2 separate regions of the Mus musculus genome follow, and region 1 is linked to region 2. A link is a contact called in public HiChIP or PLAC-seq data. All regions are on one chromosome and are shown on one strand. The core of a region is the stretch at or near the end of the contact, and the rest is flanking DNA. Distances in the headings are between cores, read along the strand shown.

Evidence for each region. HiChIP or PLAC-seq counts read pairs in DNA pulled down with a chosen protein or histone mark.
Region 1: an H3K27ac HiChIP or PLAC-seq map of microglia shows a contact between it and region 2, with 4 times the contacts expected there. The contact joins two enhancer-like sites.

What each region holds. Positions count from the first base shown.
Region 1 is chr1:80,656,632-80,661,587 of GRCm38.p6, reverse strand. All of the region lies in intron 1 of Dock10 (dedicator of cytokinesis 10), which reads left to right. Among named protein-coding and RNA genes, the nearest start is that of Dock10, 99 kb to the left of the region's middle. Within about 2 kb of position 1,682, at least 61 of the 459 cell types and tissues checked have an H3K27ac peak or open chromatin away from gene starts, as enhancers often do. A contact at or near this core is called in microglia, where this site is marked.
Region 2 is chr1:79,845,690-79,850,190 of GRCm38.p6, reverse strand. All of the region lies in intron 1 of Serpine2 (serine (or cysteine) peptidase inhibitor, clade E, member 2), which reads left to right. Among named protein-coding and RNA genes, the nearest start is that of Serpine2, 11 kb to the left of the region's middle. Within about 2 kb of position 1,345, at least 31 of the 459 cell types and tissues checked have an H3K27ac peak or open chromatin away from gene starts, as enhancers often do. A contact at or near this core is called in microglia, where this site is marked.

The DNA.
Region 1 (4,956 bases), core at 433-2,932, 810 kb before region 2:
TTGATTCACTGGTGCTCCAGGTTCACAAGATTCTGTGTGGATAAGGTGGGGCTTGCCTCAAAAAGCATGAGTCGTCTCCTTTTCTGTGTATTCCCAGGTTAGTAGAAGCCCACCCAAATGGAACTTTCCACTGAACATTTATCTCAGCTTCGAAACAGTAAATGCCATCAGAGCCTCCTGAAGAGGTGGTAAAGAAGGCGCAAATCAAGTGACAGGATTCCTGCATGAAGACTTATGTCATGCTAGGGAATTTTAAAAAAAAAGAAAAAAGAAAAAAAAAGGGATGACTTTAAATTCTCTTAACTATTGTTATACATTACAGTGAAAGGAAGATGATAATTGGATGTAATTTCCACAATTTCTTTCTTTCTTTTATTTTTTTCCTTTGTAATGATCATGTGAGCATTGGCACCACATTCAATCTTTGCTCTGAGGCAAGTTTAAAGTTAGCTCAATTTCATATTAATCAAGAATACTTACGAAGAACTAGGACTTATATGTTTTTCAAACTGTGTCCTTTCAGTTTTTGTGTACTCTGCGTCTTTCAACATTTAGTTAAAGTTGTGTAATTGACTCTATTGGATTTTTTAAATTATTTTTTAAATTTTTTTAAATTAATTTTTTAAATTATTAGCTTATTTTCACAATTTCCAGATGCATTGACCAAGAATCAACTTCATATATTTGGGTCTGTGTTACCATAGGAAGTGTACCTGTGGGTCATGACCCCTTGGGGGGATAAGGACCCTTTCACAGGAGTCACATATCAGATATCCTGCATATTAGATATATAAAATATGATTCATAACAGTAGCAGAAATACAATTATGAAGTAGCAATGAAAATAATTTTATAGTGTTGGGGGGATCACTACAAACTGAGGAACTCTATTAAAAGGTTCCAACATGAGGGCTGAGAACCACTGGGTTAGACAGTACTGTGTTGTGAGAAATGTTCAGGAGAAATGAAACTTATTGCAACATCACTGTCAACCTACATCCTTGAATCGTATGTGTGCTGCCCTTCGGTTGATAATTTTCTCATAAGCTGCATTTGTATGTTTATTTTTAGCTTTTAATCAAGATTACTTAATATGATATCTACTATATAAGAAGTCTTAATGAAACTATCATTTCCTTTGTCAGTTTCATGGTCTAATTTGGAAAGATCAAATTCATGATTAATTTCACTTATTATGTCTGTCATCTGTATAGTCAGAAGCAAATGTGGAAGTTTTAAAAATAACCATGATTTATTGTTTTAAAATTGCTCCTGGCCTGTGGATTATGAATCTGCATGATTTCTGAGTGTTTGGCATAGCTTGGGTATGCACGACGGTTTGTCCTCTCCCTAGGAATGTTGCCTGAGAGCACTTTAGGAACTGAAATCTATAGGCAAAGACACTAATTGGAGAGATATCCACTGATTTCCTACATTCATCATGGTACATTGCATTATTGTGCTTTCATTCTGGTGAGCTTTAGAGTACTTACGAAGGATAACTCGTAGGCTAATGTGAGTCATCTCCTCCCTGGTCATGGACCCTCCTTTTCTCTTACTGCTTATTGCAAGGAACAATTAGAGTGGGGAATCTATTTAGGCCTCTGTGTAAGGAGCTAGTTAGCAAAAAGGAAGTACAAACTGAAGTCCCAGGAGAGACGTGCTAATGCTTTTCTTCCATTTTCTTGTGGCACTGGGGATCAACCCCAAGGCCTTGCACATATTAGTCAAGCACCCTATCATTGGACAGGGTGATGCTTGGCGAATAAGTAAAGAGACTGGAGCAGAATTAAAACAAATCTGGATTGCCAGGATGAAATTTGCAAAAGGATACTTTGAGAAAAAACAAAGAAGCAGGAGTGATCAGGACTTCTGAACTCAGTCAGTCCACACACAAAAAAGGAGAAGTGTGCTTTGAAACTTGATGCAACCTAAGAGCGTATGTGAAGGCAAAATAGAGGAATCTAAATAGATGGCAGAAATAGGGAAGGTAAATAGGTGCCAGGGAGCTGCAGAAGGGCTGGCTCCGAATTGATTGGGAGGGGAGCCTATTAACATAACAGGATAAATAGCATTTCCTCAAGGTTGACTGTTGTGGGAAAGACAAGAAATAATGCAGGAAAGAAGCTCCTGTCTATTGGAGTGCGCTATGGGCATTTGTTAGAGGAGAGGGGTCATAGCACATGGGAAGCAAGGTCATGATCCCACATCCTTCATCATATGAAAAAAATTTTTTTAAGATTCCCTTAAGGGCTGGGCATATGCCTCAGCGAGTAAAGTGCTTACCGTGTAAGTGTAAGTACCCAGGTTATGGTGGCAGTAGAGACTGGAGCTCATTGAGCCAGCTTGGTGACCTTGGGGTTCAGGGAAAGACACTCTTTCAAACAGAGCAGTTGACGAAGACACCTGATATTGACTACTTGCCTCCAAATGTATGTGTGTACTTGTGTACTCAAACACACACACACACACACACACACACACACACACACACACCCTCATGCTTACATATACATACCTACATGGGCATGTCCATACTCCATACATACACACACATACAAGATTCCCTCACTTAGTGGCAATTTCTAATGTGGCTCTTCATGGTATTATCCGTCTTCACTGCAGAAATCCTGAGTCTACATTTTCATTGTCTCTTCTCTTCTTTGCACTCCTAGAAATAATTTCTTGTCTTCTATTCCTGACAATCTCTTTCCTGAGGGACCCAGTGGCCTCTTGCCACTGTTCAGACCTCTAATTCTCTACACTGTTTTAAAAAAAAATTGCTAAGTGAGCAGCAATAGTACCCAAAATTATAGATCTATTCTAGAATCTTTCCGACAGGAAAATAAATTTTGACATTTTGGCCTTTGAAAATCCCAATTGTTGACAGAGTCTTCAAGGTGAACTGGACTGAAATTCCAACCCCTCCATCAATTTACTGGTTAGGTTGCACAGTTTTCAGACTCCATGGATCATCTGTTTGGAGAAAAATGCTCAACTGTGATGATCTCTTCTAGAATTAAGATACGTTCTCAATGAGAGACAGTTTTAATGTGTATCATAGCCCATGACATTGACCATGTATGGTAAACTCATTATGATAGTAGCTATTGTTACTATTATTAAGTATTTTGATGTAGCTGTGTTTTTTTTTCTGTAAGCAAACCTGCATGAAGTAGTCTTAATATAAGAGTCACCCCAAATTGGTCTCCTGAGATGAAAATCATAGAACAAAACAAAGTGACCTGAGCCCGGGCATAGCTTCCAGATGCTTTTATAAACCAAAGAGATCTGCCAGCACTCCCAGAACAAAGAGGTAGCTCTTGTGGAGAGCAAAATTATAGCTTGTGGCTGTCAGCACTGAAAGCAAAGCGGCCATATACTCTTCTTTTGTATCTCTCTTAGGAAAGTGATGGTCGGGTGAGTTTATCCTGGTAGGAAATTAGAAGTTACAGCTGCTCTTCATGGATGACCTTGGAAAGCCAAAAAGTGTTACTGGAACCTCTCTTACCCGATGCCCATGACACCAAGGGCACATTTTTCACAGTATGAAATGATATTGGGATGTATCAGTAATGCACAACTATTGAATTCCTGTATTCCAAAAAGCAGAAGTCATTGGCTGCAAGAGTTGTACACGAGCATTCACATCCAAATAAGCTTGGGAGGTGATAGGCCTCTGTTGCAGGTATGGCTCTTGGTATTACAGATTGAATTCCTTAATGTCAAGAATTCAAAATCTACTCACACTCAGAAGGGCACTGGAAGCAGGATATAGAAAGAACAGAAAGGAGCTCAGAGCCACTGAGGCAGAGGGAAAGTTGTCTTGGTAGATGGAAGCAATAGATAGTACTGTGACGCCCAACCCCATAGATGTACAGCTTCCACCCTTTTCCTTGCCACTGCCATTCCTTCACTCTCCTTGAGCTCCATTCCCATTGGCCCAGACAAGCAGACACCCAGAGACATGAGACATCAGAGAAGTCACACCCACCATGACTAGTCCTTAAAGAGACTGTGAGGAATGGGTTTATATTTGGAAGTTTGCTGAAAATACAAAATTTCGTTGGAAGAATTGTTCATATTCAATTTGTGGTAATGTGTATGTACATACACAACACACACACACACACACAGAAACCAACTTGACCTGTGAGTGAAAGTTTATGGCATTGTCGAGGTATTAAGATGGTGTTAGAGGGTAAGCTGGCAGTGGCTTTTATCACAGACCTCCTATAAATTAAAGTTCCCTGCAGCTTGTGCAGAAACATTAATTTCCCCGGTGTCAGGCAGGCTTGTAATTGGCCTGTGATGTATTTTTAATGATATTTATTATCTTTCAAGTGTTTCTAGAAAACTAAATGAGACATGTAATTTAATTTGATTTACGTCTTGTTGGATATTTTCTATATCTTTATAAGCACCACCATTGTATAGAGAAGCATTTACTGACCTTGATTTAAATTTTCATTTGCTATACACAACTGTGAACATTTGACATGTTCTAAAGATGTATACAGGGTTAGCAGTACCTACAATGGGGACCTATTATTTACCAAGTTTCTAAAATGAAAACAAGACTGCAAATGTAAATTCAATTTGAGAGTATCTCTTACACAATACATTCTTTAACACTGGTTTGTCTTTGGTTTCTAATGAAATTTTACTAAATATGAAAAACTGATCCTATTAATCTCACCTAGCTGCTAAAGCTTTATATGCTGTATCAGGTTGATATTCATTCACATCTCTGAAATAAACTAATATTCAAAGGATGACCGCCGCTTGATTTCATCCATGATTTGTCTGACTTGGTTGCCAAGGGAACCATTTCAAAACTCCAATTACTCTGAGTCTGCCCAGCTGTATGGTTCTTAACTTTGATTTTAGCTAGTGTTTTTCCATTCTCATGAAACTCATGTGGTTCAAGACAGAGAGAGGGTTAAAGGGTCAGCA
Region 2 (4,501 bases), core at 96-2,595:
CCCCAGCTTTGAGAGTTGAGCATGGCAGTAACCAGCTCTTGGGTGCCGTGAGGACAGTGTGGAGAATGTCATCTTAGGTGGGTGCTGTACACAGTGGTAGGACTGGAGTCTAAGGGGACACGGTCATAGTTTTGGATTGTGTTTGCCAGAGTGGCATAAGTGCGTTCTTTGACTTCCCCAGAATTCCTATTCTGTGTGTCTCTGACCTCATGTGTCACTTGATCTGTGGATTCGGCATCCTTTCTCTCTCGTCTTTTATCCTGTGATGCTCAGTAGGCAGCATTCCCTCTGATCGGCCTCAGGTCAACAGAAGCATCTCTATGGCTCTCCACTTTATTGCGGTGGGGTCTGCCACTGAACCTGGTAGTGGCTCATCGGGCTGGCCAGCTTGCCCCAGCGATACCCTGTATGTACCTCCTGAGTATGTGCTGAGGTTACATATGAACCACACCTCCCAGGACTTTGAAGAGGGTTCTGGGAATCTGAACTCTTCTCCTTGTGCTTCTGTAGCCAACGGTTGACTCAGGATCATCTCCCCAACTCATGAAATGTGTTTCCCTAACCATTTTCAAAGCTGTGTTAAATGTATTTAGAACACATGGTCACTGAATTATGTTTGGACTCCCTAAATGCGCAAGAGTTCTAAGAATGTTTGACTCGCAGGTATTCCCAGATCAGACATGCATTTTCTGCTGTAGTTGATAGAGTTGTCTTTGGGCTTTTCTGGTACTCAGCCATTTGAGACTGAATACAACACTCTTGAGTTTTATGTTGCCTGTATCTGAGTTGTTGCTCTGATGATGGCTTAGAAGATGCCATGGAGGTTTGGTGTGGTGGCTAACTTAATTATAGAAAGAGTTTCCTTTCTGAAGACATGAATTTTCTTTCTGAAATTAATCTGCTAAGAGATTCACATCATCTACTGCCAAATCTATGTTAGTTTCTTAGTACGACATACTGGAAGAGATAACAGTTTAGAAGACTGGCCAAAGGTGCTCAGATATTCATAATAAACCTATTCCTGTACAGCAAGGTGATAAATTATGAATATCAAGGTGCTGATCATACAAATGTGAATTAATTCAACATAGTTGAAGGGCTGAAAACACAGTTGTTCCTACAGGTTTCTGTTGCTTATTTGACTACATTTTTTTTTTCTGCAAGGTAAGCACACGTTTTGTCTGTGTGCTGGTTAAGTTATGATTTCATGTTCCTCTTTGCTTGTTCTAGTTGTGTGTGTCTTATGTGTCATGTGGGAACCAACAAGCCTGTCATGGCCTTCTGAGTTCCTTTTTACTGTGCCTGCCTTACTTAGAGGAGCTGAAAAGAAGCTTGAAGCAGAAGAAGGAAGTGAAAGACTGCTGATGATCAGTATGTCAAGTGCTTCTAGGCACGTTTTGTACTTGACTTTGTTTTGTACTTGACTTTGATGAACCTTAAGGACCCTTAACAGTAAGGTGCGAGTGGGTCAGAGTTCATAGTAAGAAACCATGAGTCTTAGATGTACAGAGCAGCTTGTTCAGGTGCTGATGGGTCGAAGGGACTAGAACCATATGTCCCTGTGGAGGGAATACTTTATTTTGAGTCCCTGTTTTCTGCCACAAAGCAAGATGGCTCCGATAAGAGGTCAGCATGTTGCTGGGCAGGAAGACACTTTGGGAGTCAGATGAAATTGGGTTTAAATCCCCGCTCCACGTGTCATTGCTGTGCAGCCCATGTCAAGTACTCTCCTCTGTGCTCTGTTTGCACAGGTGGAAAGTACACACAGTCAGAGGTTTCCTTTTTTGTTGGGAGGGATCGTGTCTGCCCCATTTCTCACTGAAAGAACTAGAAAATGCAGGGACTTAAATCCAAGTCAAGATCAGGGATGTGTTGGGACTCCCCTTTCTCATTACTGTTACCTTTTACTCTCCATATGTCAAGTCTGGGTACAGTTTTACAACAGACCTCCCTGCCTGCTTCCTACTGGTGATTGGACCCTTTGGCTTACATACAGTTCTCATCCATTCCCTGTAGATATACGACCAATCTATGACCCCCACCCTACCAGTCTCTATTTACTCCCATCATCCTGAAGAGGAATCTATCAAAAGTAGAAGTGATTCTACAAATTGGCTCTTGATGATGTATGTGCCCCACCCATAACATCCAGAAACTGAATGACAATCCTGTCACTTACATTCATTACATTACTGGTGTATGGACAGGACAGATGTCAACCTTGGAGGGTCTCATGTTGAAACACATCTGTGTTCAAGTTAACCAAGAACAGTGGCATATCATAGTGGCAGAAGAGAAGCAACCACAGAATGTTCTAGAGGGTACCAAAGCAACAGTGAAGGAGCTGAACAGATGGCTCTGTCAGTAAAGTGCTTGCTGCACAAGTGGAAGGATCTGAGTTTGGGTCCCCAGTATCCATGTAAAATCTGCAATGTGTGTTTATCATCACAGAATTCAGCAGGCAGATAGGCCGATCCCTAGCTGACTACCTGTTCTAGTGGATATGGTTAAGTTTGAGGCTCAATAAGAGACTCCATATCAAAAAAATAAACCAACAAGCAATAGAGGAGGACATCTAATATTGATCTTTGACCTTTACACTTGGACACATGGCCAGGCACAGCTGCACACACCTTCATGTATACCACACAAAAACACATGAATCCATACAGGTGTGTGCACTCAGAATACGGTGAGGGTTCCATGGAGCTGTTTTGCTTTTTATTATCATGCATTGTGCTAATCAGTATTCCCTCACCAGAGCAGACTTGATCCTACGACCTTCATCTTGCCCTCAGTCCATCCCTGTGTCAGTCATAAACGGACAAAATTAATGACACTAATGAGGTGTTTGGCAGGTCAGACTGGGTAGTGGTGAGTGTGGATTGAATTGTTGAGTAGCCCATGCTGAAATCTCCTCCTTCTATGTCTCTTATAAAAGGAGTCTACTGAAGTGGTCTGTGATCTAGAGAACCAGAGAAGCCACTGATGTTTCTGGATCCATGGGCCAGAAAGGCCTCACTGTATCTGTCAAGTGGTCTGGAGGAGACTGTGGCTGAGGGTGGTTCTGTAGATGAGGAGCCCAGACTCCCCCCACCCTCCTGAAAAATACAGGCAAGTGACAGGATTTCCTCTGTGGCATGAGGACTGCGATAGACAGTCCTTAGGCAGCTAGCTAGCTGGGAAGCTTCATGGTGCTTGTGAGAAACCCTTCATGCATAGAAGTGACTTAAATGTCACCAGGTTGTCTGGGAGGTAAGTCTGTGCTTAGCTGATGAATTCGAGTGTCTAGATGCCCTATGGGAAATATTATCTTTGTTTCTTTTACTTGTAGGCTTGCAAAATTCCATGTGCCATAAACTTTGTAGAGTTGTCTTGTATTGATTTGTTTCTGCCAAGAATTGTTTGGCTCGTTCTGGCTGACTACAGGTAGATAACTCCTTTACAGGAAAGTTAGTTGGCACACAAAAAGATAAATGTTTTAGAGGATGACCGTGGAAAGTGTGAAGCATTGTTCATAGGAAGCTGGTACTTTTATTCAGTATGCCTGGTTATAAGAACAGGCACATGTGGAACTGTACACACACACACACACACACACACACACACACACACACACACGTCTCCAGGCAAGGTGTACCAGGCAGTAAGTAGATCGTGCCTAAGCAGTGCCGCCATAAGCCATCCACAGGCGATACAATGGAAACTTCCTCTGTGAAAGAGGCTTCAAGCTTAGAGACTGCCCGGATGTGAGGTGAAGAACTTCCCCAAGATTGTCCTGCAGGGAAAGGGGGCTGCTATTGAATACAGTCCATCTCCGCGTTGTGTTCAACAGTAAATTCATTATTCAATATTCACAGAGGGAGATAGCTAAGTGAAATTCACGAGCAACTGGTTGAGAATAGATGAGAGAGATGGCATTAGCCTGGCATCCTGCCAATCATCTTGTACTTGAAGAATTGTTGAAAGTTCACGATGAAATGGCGGCTATGTTTGTTGGTTTTTTGGTGTTGTTGTTGTTGTTGTTTAAGGGAGGCAGAGACATGCTGAAGCTATAGGACCACAGTTGCCAACTAATTGAATGTTGGTAGTTATGGTCATGTCCATTGCGATGACAGATAATGCCCAAATATGTAGCATGGTTAGGAAGTCATTCTCCACATGCCTGAAGCCCAGAGTGGGTGTGGCTATATAAACTCAGCCTTCTAATACTTCATGGCTCCCAGTGCTCATCAGTCATTATGCTGATCAGATCTGAGATGGTGACAGTAGAGAGATGATGGAGCATTGCATGATGGGTCATGCCTGGGAACAGCATATATCATCTCTCCTATTCTGCTAAGTATTTTGTCTTTAGTTTTCTTGAACTTTCATAAGAGGCCAAGAAATATCATCCAGCTCTGGGGCTATGATGATGGGGAAGTGGATTACCTGGTATCCTAGTTAGGGTTACTATTGCTACGATAAAATGCCATGATCAATGCAACTTAGAGGGACAGGG